2 separate regions of the Sus scrofa genome follow, and region 2 is linked to region 1. A link is a contact called in public Hi-C data. All regions are on one chromosome and are shown on one strand. Each heading gives the region's core, a stretch centred on a gene start, on an enhancer-like site or on the middle of the called end of the contact. The rest is flanking DNA. Distances are from core to core; before and after follow the strand shown.

Region 1 (4,829 bases), core at 1,051-3,550:
TGAATAAAGAGGGCCTTTTGAAGTCCCAGCTCCACATCATATAAAGACCTCAGTTTTACAAACTGGGAAGTGAGGGCTTGAGAAGAAAGTCACTTGAGTCAACACTGTTCATTACTCTTAGAAGTTGTAAAGCCCATGGCTCTAGGATAGTTCACATTTTAGGGGGTGGTCCTTTCCTTGGCTGATAGGATAGATTATGAGCTATAAAAACCATGGAGACTAAGATGTCAGTAGTGGTGGAGGGGTGTGTGTGTGAGAAGGGAATATGTAGGAAAGGGGGATAAAGTTCTTCATTTTTCCCAGAGGCAGAAGGCTATTGGTCCCTTCTGGGTGCAGAGGAAATGTTCTAACAGGAAATTGAGTATTAGATCCATTTGTCCCTCTGTTCATTCATTCATTTGTCCATCTCTCCATCCATGCAGCCATTCATGCATCCATGTGATATATTCATGCATGCATTGCATAAATAGTGTTTGAATGGTATGGGGTTGTGAAATACCTTGCTGAGAGATTTGGAGTTAATCCTAGAGTCAATGAAGAGCCACTGAAGATTCCCAGATGAGGGATTGGCTAGATGCAGGAAAGGGATTCAGGGAGAGTAAGGCAGCTTAGAGAGATCTAAGGGGCAAAGCCTAGACATGGTCCTTTCACAGCTCTCACAGGTGAGTTTGAATCCCTCTCCTTTCTGGTTGGGGTCCTGAACCAGGGTCTGTTCCCAGCTGAAATGGGGTCAAACAAAAATAAGAAGGGTATAAGGACTGGCTAGAATCCTGAGAAAACAAGATATCTGATGTGATGTGTTCAGTGGACTTGTCTGGAAAATAATCAGTTCAACAAATATTTGCTGGGTACAGTCTCAATTTTCCCTGTCATTTTCTTTCACCCTCCAGCCCAAGGGGCTCTGTGCTTTCTGGCAGGACTGTTAGGGAAGAAAGGGCTAGGGCTAGGGCTGGGTCTGGGGGCTGTCATGTTTGCACATTTCTAGACACTCCAGCACATTCAGCAATGGGTTAGGGAGTTGAACAGGGCCCACTGTATATGAAGAGAATAAGGGGCTAAGCAAATAGGGGTCTGTTGGTGAACAGGAAATAAAGGTAACATTAGGGGCAATGGGAAAAGAGACCTTCCTCCTCCATCTTTAACTACACAGTTGCCTGCACAGGTCTCTGTGTTGGGGGACCTGTGGAGTGCCTTGCCAGGATGCCTGCCTTCCAAAGGATTATGGCAAGGGGTGGGGGAGGGAGCAAGTGATTTAGAGTCACACAGATCTGCTTACCAGCTGTATGACCTGGGCCCTGCTTGCCTCAAGCTCTCTGAGCCTCAGTTTCTTCAGCTGGAAAATGAGGATCAAAATAGCACCTGACTCATGGGATTATTCTGAGGACTAAATACAATAATGTATGTGAAAATGACTTTGTAGAATGTCAGTCACTATTTAAAGATTAAATATGAATAGTGATGAGAAGTTTTCCAGTATAATTGCCCTTGTCTTTTTAAAAAACATTTTTCATTATAGTTGATTTACAATGTTCTGTCAATTTCTGCTGTACGGCAAAGTCACCCAGTCATATACATATAGACATTCTTTTTCTCACATTATCCTCCATCATGTTCCATCACAAGTGACTAGATATAGTTCCCTGTGCTATACAGCAAGATCTCATTGCTTATCCACTCCAGATGCAACAGTCTGCATCTACTAACCCCAAACTCCCAGTCTATCCCACTTCCTCCCCTCAACATTGTCTTTAAATGCAAACACATTAAGCCCCTTCCAAACCTCTGGAGGGGCTAACATCCAGGAGGGAAAAACCACCCTGGCCTCTCCGTATTTATAAGGCTGTGCCCTCAGCCACAAGGTGACCAGTGAGTGTATGGATGAAGCACTCTGCTTTTTGAGAATGTGCACAAGTCTTTTTTCTCACATTTCATGACCCTTTATTGATTTTTAAAATATGATTCATTGTGCCATTACATCTAGTTGACCCTCTCATGTTTTTTTGTTTGTGTGTGTGTGCGTGTTTTGCTTTGTTTTGTCTTGTGAATCAAATGTAGAAAATAAAACATTACTTCCAAATGGTTGGAGTTAGAGGAAGTGGGGGAGGAAACATGGCCCCAAGCTGAACCCTAAGGAGATTAGAGGCAGAGCTCCATAGCTTTCTGGAAACATGCCCACCTTCCACTCTCTCCTTGCCTCACTGTGGGTTGGTTTATGGTACTGACTTCTTCTTCTCTGCCCTGGGTGGTGGTGGGGAACATGCCACTTGCTGATCATCCATCCAGAGCTACAGGATGGGACCACTTCCAAGGCCAGGGCTGGGAGTGTGTCACTTTGCCCAGAGACAGAAAACACAGGGTGGGTGGAGGGTCAGCAGGGAGAAGCAATTTTCCTGGCACCAGGTCCTGCTCCTGGGGGAATGAGGATGTGAAAATGTTCTCTTTAGTTTTAGTGGTTCCTGTTTAGCAACTGATAATCTCCCCTTCTGCTGAGGGCATGGATTCAGTTAATGCTGGGGTTTTTGGCCTGTTAAATTGTTACAATGCAAAGTGACAACCCCTTTGCTGGCCAAGGATATTTATTTCAAGTCCTAAATCAATTTCAGTCCCTCTCTCTCTCTCACCACTTTTCTCCTCCTGGTGTACCCCTCCCCTCTGGAACTTGGGAAAATCCAATTTCCTTCCTGCCTTAATCTCTCTCCAGCTTTTGCACTGGCTCTGCTCTGCCCGCACCTGCTCCTTCCAGCTGTGAGATTCCTTTTGGTAAAATACTTTGTGTCCTGCCAAGTTGTCGATGGACAAGACCCCCATGGCCGCTTCCTGGCTCCCTTAATGAACACAGTTGTTCTGTCCCACTGGGTCCCCAGGAGCTCCCCGTTTCAATCTATTAGCCAGGGGTGGTTTCCACATTTAGAATTAGACCCCTGCCCTGGGCCCCCAGGCGCCTGCTCTTGACTGAAGAAAGAATTTGAAATCTAGCACTCCCCATGCTGGTACTAAGTGCTTTGAGCTTTACAGTCCCTACTCCTGTATCACAGGAGTGTCAGGCTAAGCAGAGAGACTCCAGATCTGCTGTCTCCCCAGCCTAGGGCTAAACTATCATTATTAATGACAGCAATCACCGCCCAGAACTCAGGTCGTAAATAATAAGTGTCTTTGAGCAGTCAGAAGAATGGCTGCACACATTCATCATCTACTGACCTCTCGAAATTGCCATGGGAATGAACAGCAGAGCTATTATGACCAATTTCTATCTCTATGTCAGTGCTAACAACTTAGTTTTATTTAAAAAGTCCAGCAGTTCCTGTTGCAGCTCAGCAGCGATGAGCCTGACTAGTGTCCATGAGGATGAGGGTTTGATCCCTGGCCTCACTCAGCTCAGTGGGTGAAGGATCTGGCGTTGTTGTGGCTGTGGTGTAGGCTGGCAGCTATAGCTCCCATTTGACCCCTAGCCTGGGAACCTACTTTTTTAAGTGCAGCCCTAAAAAAGTAATAAATAAATAAATAAATAAATGAATATAAAAAGGAAAGTCCAAAGCAGCAGGAACTTCATGCAACAGTGATAGTCATTCTATAAAAAAAAAGATTCTGCTACCAAATGAGTTTGGAAAACTCTTTGTTCTAAAAAAAAAAAGTTAAATAGATTTCTCTTTCTTTCTTTCTCTCTTTCTCTTTTTCTCTCTATCTCTTTCTTCCTTCCTTCCTTCCTTCCTTCCTTCCTTCCTTCCTTCCTTCCTTCCTTCCTTCCTTTCTTTCTTTCTTTCTTTCTTTCTTTCTTTCTTTCTTTCTTTCTTTCTTTCTTTCTTTCTTTCTTTCTTTCCTTCTTTTTTGCCTTTTAGGACTGCACCCATAGCCTATGGAGGTTCCCAGGCTACGGGTTGAACCGGAGCTATAGCAGCCGGCCTACGCCACAGCCACAGCAACACCAGATCTGATCCACATCTGCAACCTACATCACAGCTCATGGCAACACCAGATCCTTAACCCACTGAGTGAGGCCGGGGATTGAACTCACAATCTCATGGTTCCTAGTCGGATTTGTTAACCACTGTGTCATGACGGGAACTCCCTAAATAGGTTTCCTCGTAGAAAGATTTTTCTGTCTTTAATATATTAATGTGCTTTGGGAATTTCCAAGAGAGGTAATTTGTGTTTCCCCAAAGTTTATTTGACTTTAACTTTTCCCCACTTTCAGCATACTCATATCTTGAATAGTGTGAATAGGGCACACTATTCAGTGGTGTGCTGGAAATATTTAACAATTGGCTCTCTAGGAGGGGGTCAAATTAGTAGGGTTTGCTCGTTTCCCCATTAGTAGGGTTTGCTTGTTTCCATGGTGTAAAAACTCCCACCATGACTGCTTTCAAGTTGCCAGAATGAAGGCACCGAATGTGATGTTGGCTTCTTCACTTGCTTTCTAAATCCTTGGGTTCTTCCTCTCCTTCCCTCCTTTCTCTTGTCCCTAGGTGATCTATTCCATTCTCTTGGGTTTAAATACACCATTATTCTGATAACTCCCAAATACATGATTTGAAAGCAGACATTTTCTCTGAGCCCCACACTTCTACTACCAAGAGCTGAATTATTATTTCTGTCTGGGTATCTTTCTTCCAAGTTTCTTAATTTTAACGTGCAGAAAGGAACTTCACGTACCTTTTGCCCTCTTTCTCCTGCAGCCTTCTTTATCTCATAGCATTTCCTTTGATTTAGTTGCCTAAACCCCAATCTAGTAATCATTCTTGATCAATCAATCAATCTGGTAGTCCTGTGCATGACATGCGGAAGTTCCCAGGACAGAGAGATCAGAATTGAGCCACGGTAGCGACAATGCT
Region 2 (4,829 bases), core at 1,654-4,153, 68 kb before region 1:
ACATTTGCTGTTCCTTCACGTGGCACATTCTGGAAGCCAGCAGCCTCTGACCGCACTCCCACTCCTGTGGTCCATGGAGCTGGGGCTCTGTTGAAAACCTGCCAAGGATATTTGTTTTGGAGGCTTCTTGGCAGTTTAGATTTGGATCTCAAGTGGCTTCAGGAAGCCTAACTGACTTAAGAATTTTCATTGTACTTAGAGCACTCTCACCTCACCTCGATCTCTCAATTTCTCTTAATTGACAATAAAATGAGCTAGAAAGAGCAGAGTATTTGAGTGCTGGAGTTCTCAGAGCTCCTGATGAGTAGACATGATGCTACTGAAGGATAATAACACCAAATGCATTTTGCTTTTTATTTATTTATTTTTTTATAGGGCCACAACCGTGACATATGCAGGTTCTCAGGCTAGGGGTTGAATCAGAGCTAGAGATGCCTGCCTACACCATAGACACAGCAATGCCAGATCTGAGCCACATCTTCCACCTACACCACAGCTCATGGCAACGTCGGATCCTTAACCTGCTGAGCAAGGCCAGGGATAGAACCCACAACCTCATGGTTCCTAGTTGGATTCATTTTCTGCTGCACCACGATGGGAACTGCAAAAGAGCCTCTTCTGCAGCTCCTGGGAGACTGGTGCTGGGTGGAGAAGAGGTGGCAAAGGATGGCTTAGGGTATGGGTTTCCTCTAAGAATGGAGCTAGGGTGCATGACTCCCCAAGAGCCATTCTGAGGCTTAAAGGCAATGGTAATTAGCTCTTTCAGGGAGGTAAAGGGCTTTCCTCCTTGGCTGAAGAATCAAGATTATTCTGTGTAGCTCTAGAGGGCTATTATGGGGTGCATCAAGTTTATGTTTTCCACAAAGACACTCCAAAACTTAGTGACTTTAAGAAAACCACCATTTATTTGGCTCATGATTTTGAGAGTGTGCCACTTGGGCTGGGGTCAGCAGGGCGGTTCTGCAGATCTGGGCCAGCTGGGATGATCTCTTGGGTGCATCTGGCATCAGTCAGAAGGTTGTCATTGGCCTGGCTGGTCTAGGGTGGTTCAGTTCTCTTCCATGTGTCAGTTCATCCTTCAGCAGGCTACCCTGATCTCATCCTCACTGTGTTGATAGGGTTCCCAGAGAGTAGACCTAGGCAGGACCCCTTGAAGCCTAGGCTCCTTAATGGCATGATATTACTGTTGCTGTATTCTATTGGTCAAAGCAAGTTCTGCAAACTCACATGTGAAGGGCGTGAATAAAAAGAAGTGGAGAATGATGGCCATTTCTACAGTCTGCCACAGGGGGTTCAGATTCTGACTTGACATTTGGAAACACTTTCTAGATGAGCTAGAGCTGCTCAGTTGTGGGACAGACACTGCCCCTGCCCCCCATCATGGACCTGCTCTGGAGGAAGGACTACCTCTCAAGTGATCAGAATCGGACCATGTTGCCTCTAAAAGCACTTCTCGTCCAAGTGTTTCTTTACTAGGAGCTTATTTTCAACAACCCAGAGTAGAATATTTTCATACCCTGAGAATCAGAAGAACTAGAATCATTTCCCAAATCCCTGATAGCCCCAATCTTAACCACATCCTCCCTCCTCCTCCCCTTCTTAATGCTGACCAGATTCTTCTCTTTCCCTTTCACCCACAATAACATTCTCTAGTCCTGTGCACCTGCCTGGGCTCTGCTTGATTAGGGTTAGGTAGGGAGCCGAAGAGAAAGAATAAAGTGTGCCTCCCAAGACCAAGGTTGCTGGGCTCCGAATTTATGCTGTGGCCTCTAAAGAATCATGTGTATTGGAGAAGAGAAAGGAAATAGCATGTACATATCTTTCAAAGAAAAGTCCACGTGCAGAGAGTGGAAATTAGAAGAAACCAACAACCTGACCCAGAGTTGGTTCTAAAGGAGGGAGATGTGAACTTGAGCCCCGGAGCTGCAGCCAGGACAGGAAGTGGGCTTGGCCTGCACGAGGGGCATATGCCACATGGAAAACCACGCTGGGCCTCAGGCTCCCTGTCTTCCTAATTCCCTTCAGCGTCCAGCCCCTCCTGACCCTGGGAACAATGCACCTCTGTGCTGAAGGGTTTCCAGCCTGAGCAGCCGAGACTGTGCCCTTTGTGACGGCTGGGAGAGGAAGAATGGAGAAGCTGGTTTGGACGTCTGTGCTTGTGAATCACTCAGGTCACATGGCTGGGCCGGCTGCAGAGGCTCCCCGGGGCCACACAAGGGCACACGGGGAGCATGGCCTGAGGCCACGCCTAGAGGCTGGTGAGCCAGCTGCAGGGTGCCCTGCTCTGAACCAAACAGCCAGGGAAAGGATGGAGAATGGGGTGGGGGTGGGGGAAGGTCTGGCACAGCCAGGGCCATGGAGGACATAGGTGCCCCAGTGCAGGCTCTGGACCCGGGACATCTCTCTCTGAATCCCAGAGCAGTTGCAGAGTCTGTGTCTCATGTTCTTGTGTCACAGAATGTCTGGTTCATCTCCACAGCCTGCAGGACTCTGGCTGGTCCCTTGATGCAGGCAAGTCAGGACTCCCTACTATGGGACGGCTTTCCCCAGGGACTGGAGTATGGCCAGAGCATGGAGAAACCAGCCCATGATGGAGCAGAGAGGTTACAGTGTTGGGCAGGAGCCCCGGGCTGCTCTGTTTCCCAGAACTGTCTGGATTCTGAGTTCAGAATGAGAAATGCCCAGAGGGCAGACTGGAGAGTGGTGAGCGTCAGGGTGGGTGGAAGATTGAGGCCAGGCAGAACGGATTCCTAAAGGTGATCACAGTCCCCTGCCCCTGTTTCAACGTGGAGGGGGCCTGCACAACGTGGAGACAGGGAAATGGATCCCAGGACCCTGAGCTATCTGCTGAATTAAATCCACCTGCCCCAGCCCAGCCTGCGTGCCTTCTCCCTGGTGCCCTGCAGAGGGCAGTGTGGTACCATGGGCTGCACTCTGCTGCCTCATCAACTTTTCTTTCCACTCCACTGCCCTCCTAATCTTTTCAAACCAAAGCTGCTTAGACACACACAACCTGAGCCCTGCTTGAATGACATGGATTTAGTCTGGTGTTCTGGGCTCCTTTTGCTAAGAGAAGCCCCCCGGCCTTGGATTTGCTTAGAGAGAATGCCTAACTCTCCCCAAATCCTAAAGGCAGCTGTAAAGATGGGCAGAATGTGGCTGTATGTTGGTAGACCTTTATGGTTTTCAAGATACATTCTTGTCTGTTCCTCACAATAGTTCAGAGAGGAGGGTGGGAGCTCTATTTTATAAAAGAGATCTGAGTCCCAAGGAGGTGAAGTGACAGCACGGAGTGTTTCAACTGGTACGAGACAGAGCCACGTGGGGACCACTGTCTTCCAACCCTCCATCTAGTGCTCCTGAAATTCAACCAGCACCACCCCAACCCCCCCAACAACCTTCCCCCTCTTTGTGGTTGTATTTTCTCCCAAGAGAGAGTCCTGACGATATCTCCACCCTTCTAGATTCTCATGCTATGCCCTGGTCAACTGTATAATCCTGGACAAGTCACTTCCCCTCTCTGGGACTTGCTGTCTCCATCAGGAAAACGAGGGTTTTGGATCAGATGGTCTCTATGGTGGCTTGGTGTCTTGATCTTTCATGTTTCCATGTTTCAGCTGTGTTGCCCATTCTAAGTTACCTGATTGAATTGAAGAATAAAACTCTGAAGGGTGTGGTGGGGTGGAGCTGCTGTGTAAATTCGAATCAGGCGTCTGACCCAACTCTTGCCTTTGAACTGGTTGTTCCCATTCAGTGGATATAGACTTTGCCACCCAGGGCTTAGGAGAGTCAGTTCAAACCACATGGGGTGTCCCTCATGCTGACAAGTGACACAGACAAGAATGTCAGTGAGGAGTGCCCATCGTGGCTCAGGGGAAATGAATGTGACTAGCATCCATGAGGATGCAGGTTGGATCCCTGGCCTCGCTCCGTGGGTTAATGATCTGGCATTGCTATGAGATGTGGTATATGTTGCAGATGCAGCTTGGATCCCGAGTTGTTGTGGTTGTGGTGTAGGCTGGCAGCTCTGATTCGACCCCTAGCCTGGGAACCTCCGTATGCTGTGAGTGTGACCCTGCAAAAAGAAAAAAAAAAAAAAAGGAATGTCAGTGAGCACAGATGACTGTCCATGACTCAGCCCAGTTGAGCTCCACACTCAGAAGCTCACTAGGAGATGATGGGGGAGGCACCATGTTCCCCTGGGGGTCTTGCCCTTCCTGGGCCATTTCTACAGTCATCATTTACAGCCCCAGCTGTTGGGAGGCAGCACAAGCTTATTTTCAAGGAGATCTGCTTCTTTCCAAGGGTGGGCATTGGACAAAGAGGCAAACCCTTTAAGGCACACCCAGGGTGAAGCCTACAAGACATCTCTGGGGTGTACAGCATAAGGAGATGTGGAAGGAGAGAGCCTGTAATTCAGAGTGCCCTTATCATGTCATCAGCCGCCATTCCTTGAGGACTAAATCAACCAGGTGATACTGTTAATATTCCCATTTAACAGATGAAGGAATTGAGGCCTAGAGACGTTGACTAGTCCAAGGTCTTATAGCTCAGCAGATGTGTTTTAGGATTGAAAAACACACATCCTTCATCACTGCTCTGGGCTGTGACTATCTCTCTGGGATTGGGTTATCTTCCTTGTTCTCTGGGCAGAGAAATTAGGAGATACCATCTTAAGAGGATAAATGTGCATCTGAGGAAGAACACTGGCTGTCCACACTCTTCCCAGAAATCTGGGTTATGATTAGTCTTTGTAGGTACCTATCCATCTATCATATCATATCTGTCTGTCTATCTGTCTGTCTATCTATCTATCTATCTATCTCTCT

What was found. Hi-C and Micro-C count contacts between places; a contact is called where the count stands out from the background.
Region 2: a Hi-C map of skeletal muscle shows a contact between it and region 1, with 2.6 times the contacts expected there. The contact joins two enhancer-like sites. A contact is called at or near these places in 3 of 47 Hi-C or Micro-C datasets (embryonic fibroblasts, fetal heart ventricle and skeletal muscle) and 1 of 2 datasets of contacts at active chromatin or transcription factors (skeletal muscle).

Annotation. Positions count from the first base shown.
Region 1 is chr15:119,807,327-119,812,155 of Sscrofa11.1, reverse strand. No RefSeq gene overlaps it. Among named protein-coding and RNA genes, the nearest start is that of TNS1, 330 kb to the left of the region's middle. Within about 2 kb of position 2,300, at least 10 of the 83 cell types and tissues checked have an H3K27ac peak or open chromatin away from gene starts, as enhancers often do. A contact at or near this core is called in skeletal muscle, where this site is marked.
Region 2 is chr15:119,875,850-119,880,678 of Sscrofa11.1, reverse strand. No RefSeq gene overlaps it. Among named protein-coding and RNA genes, the nearest start is that of TNS1, 270 kb to the left of the region's middle. Within about 2 kb of position 2,903, at least 21 of the 83 cell types and tissues checked have an H3K27ac peak or open chromatin away from gene starts, as enhancers often do. A contact at or near this core is called in skeletal muscle, where this site is marked.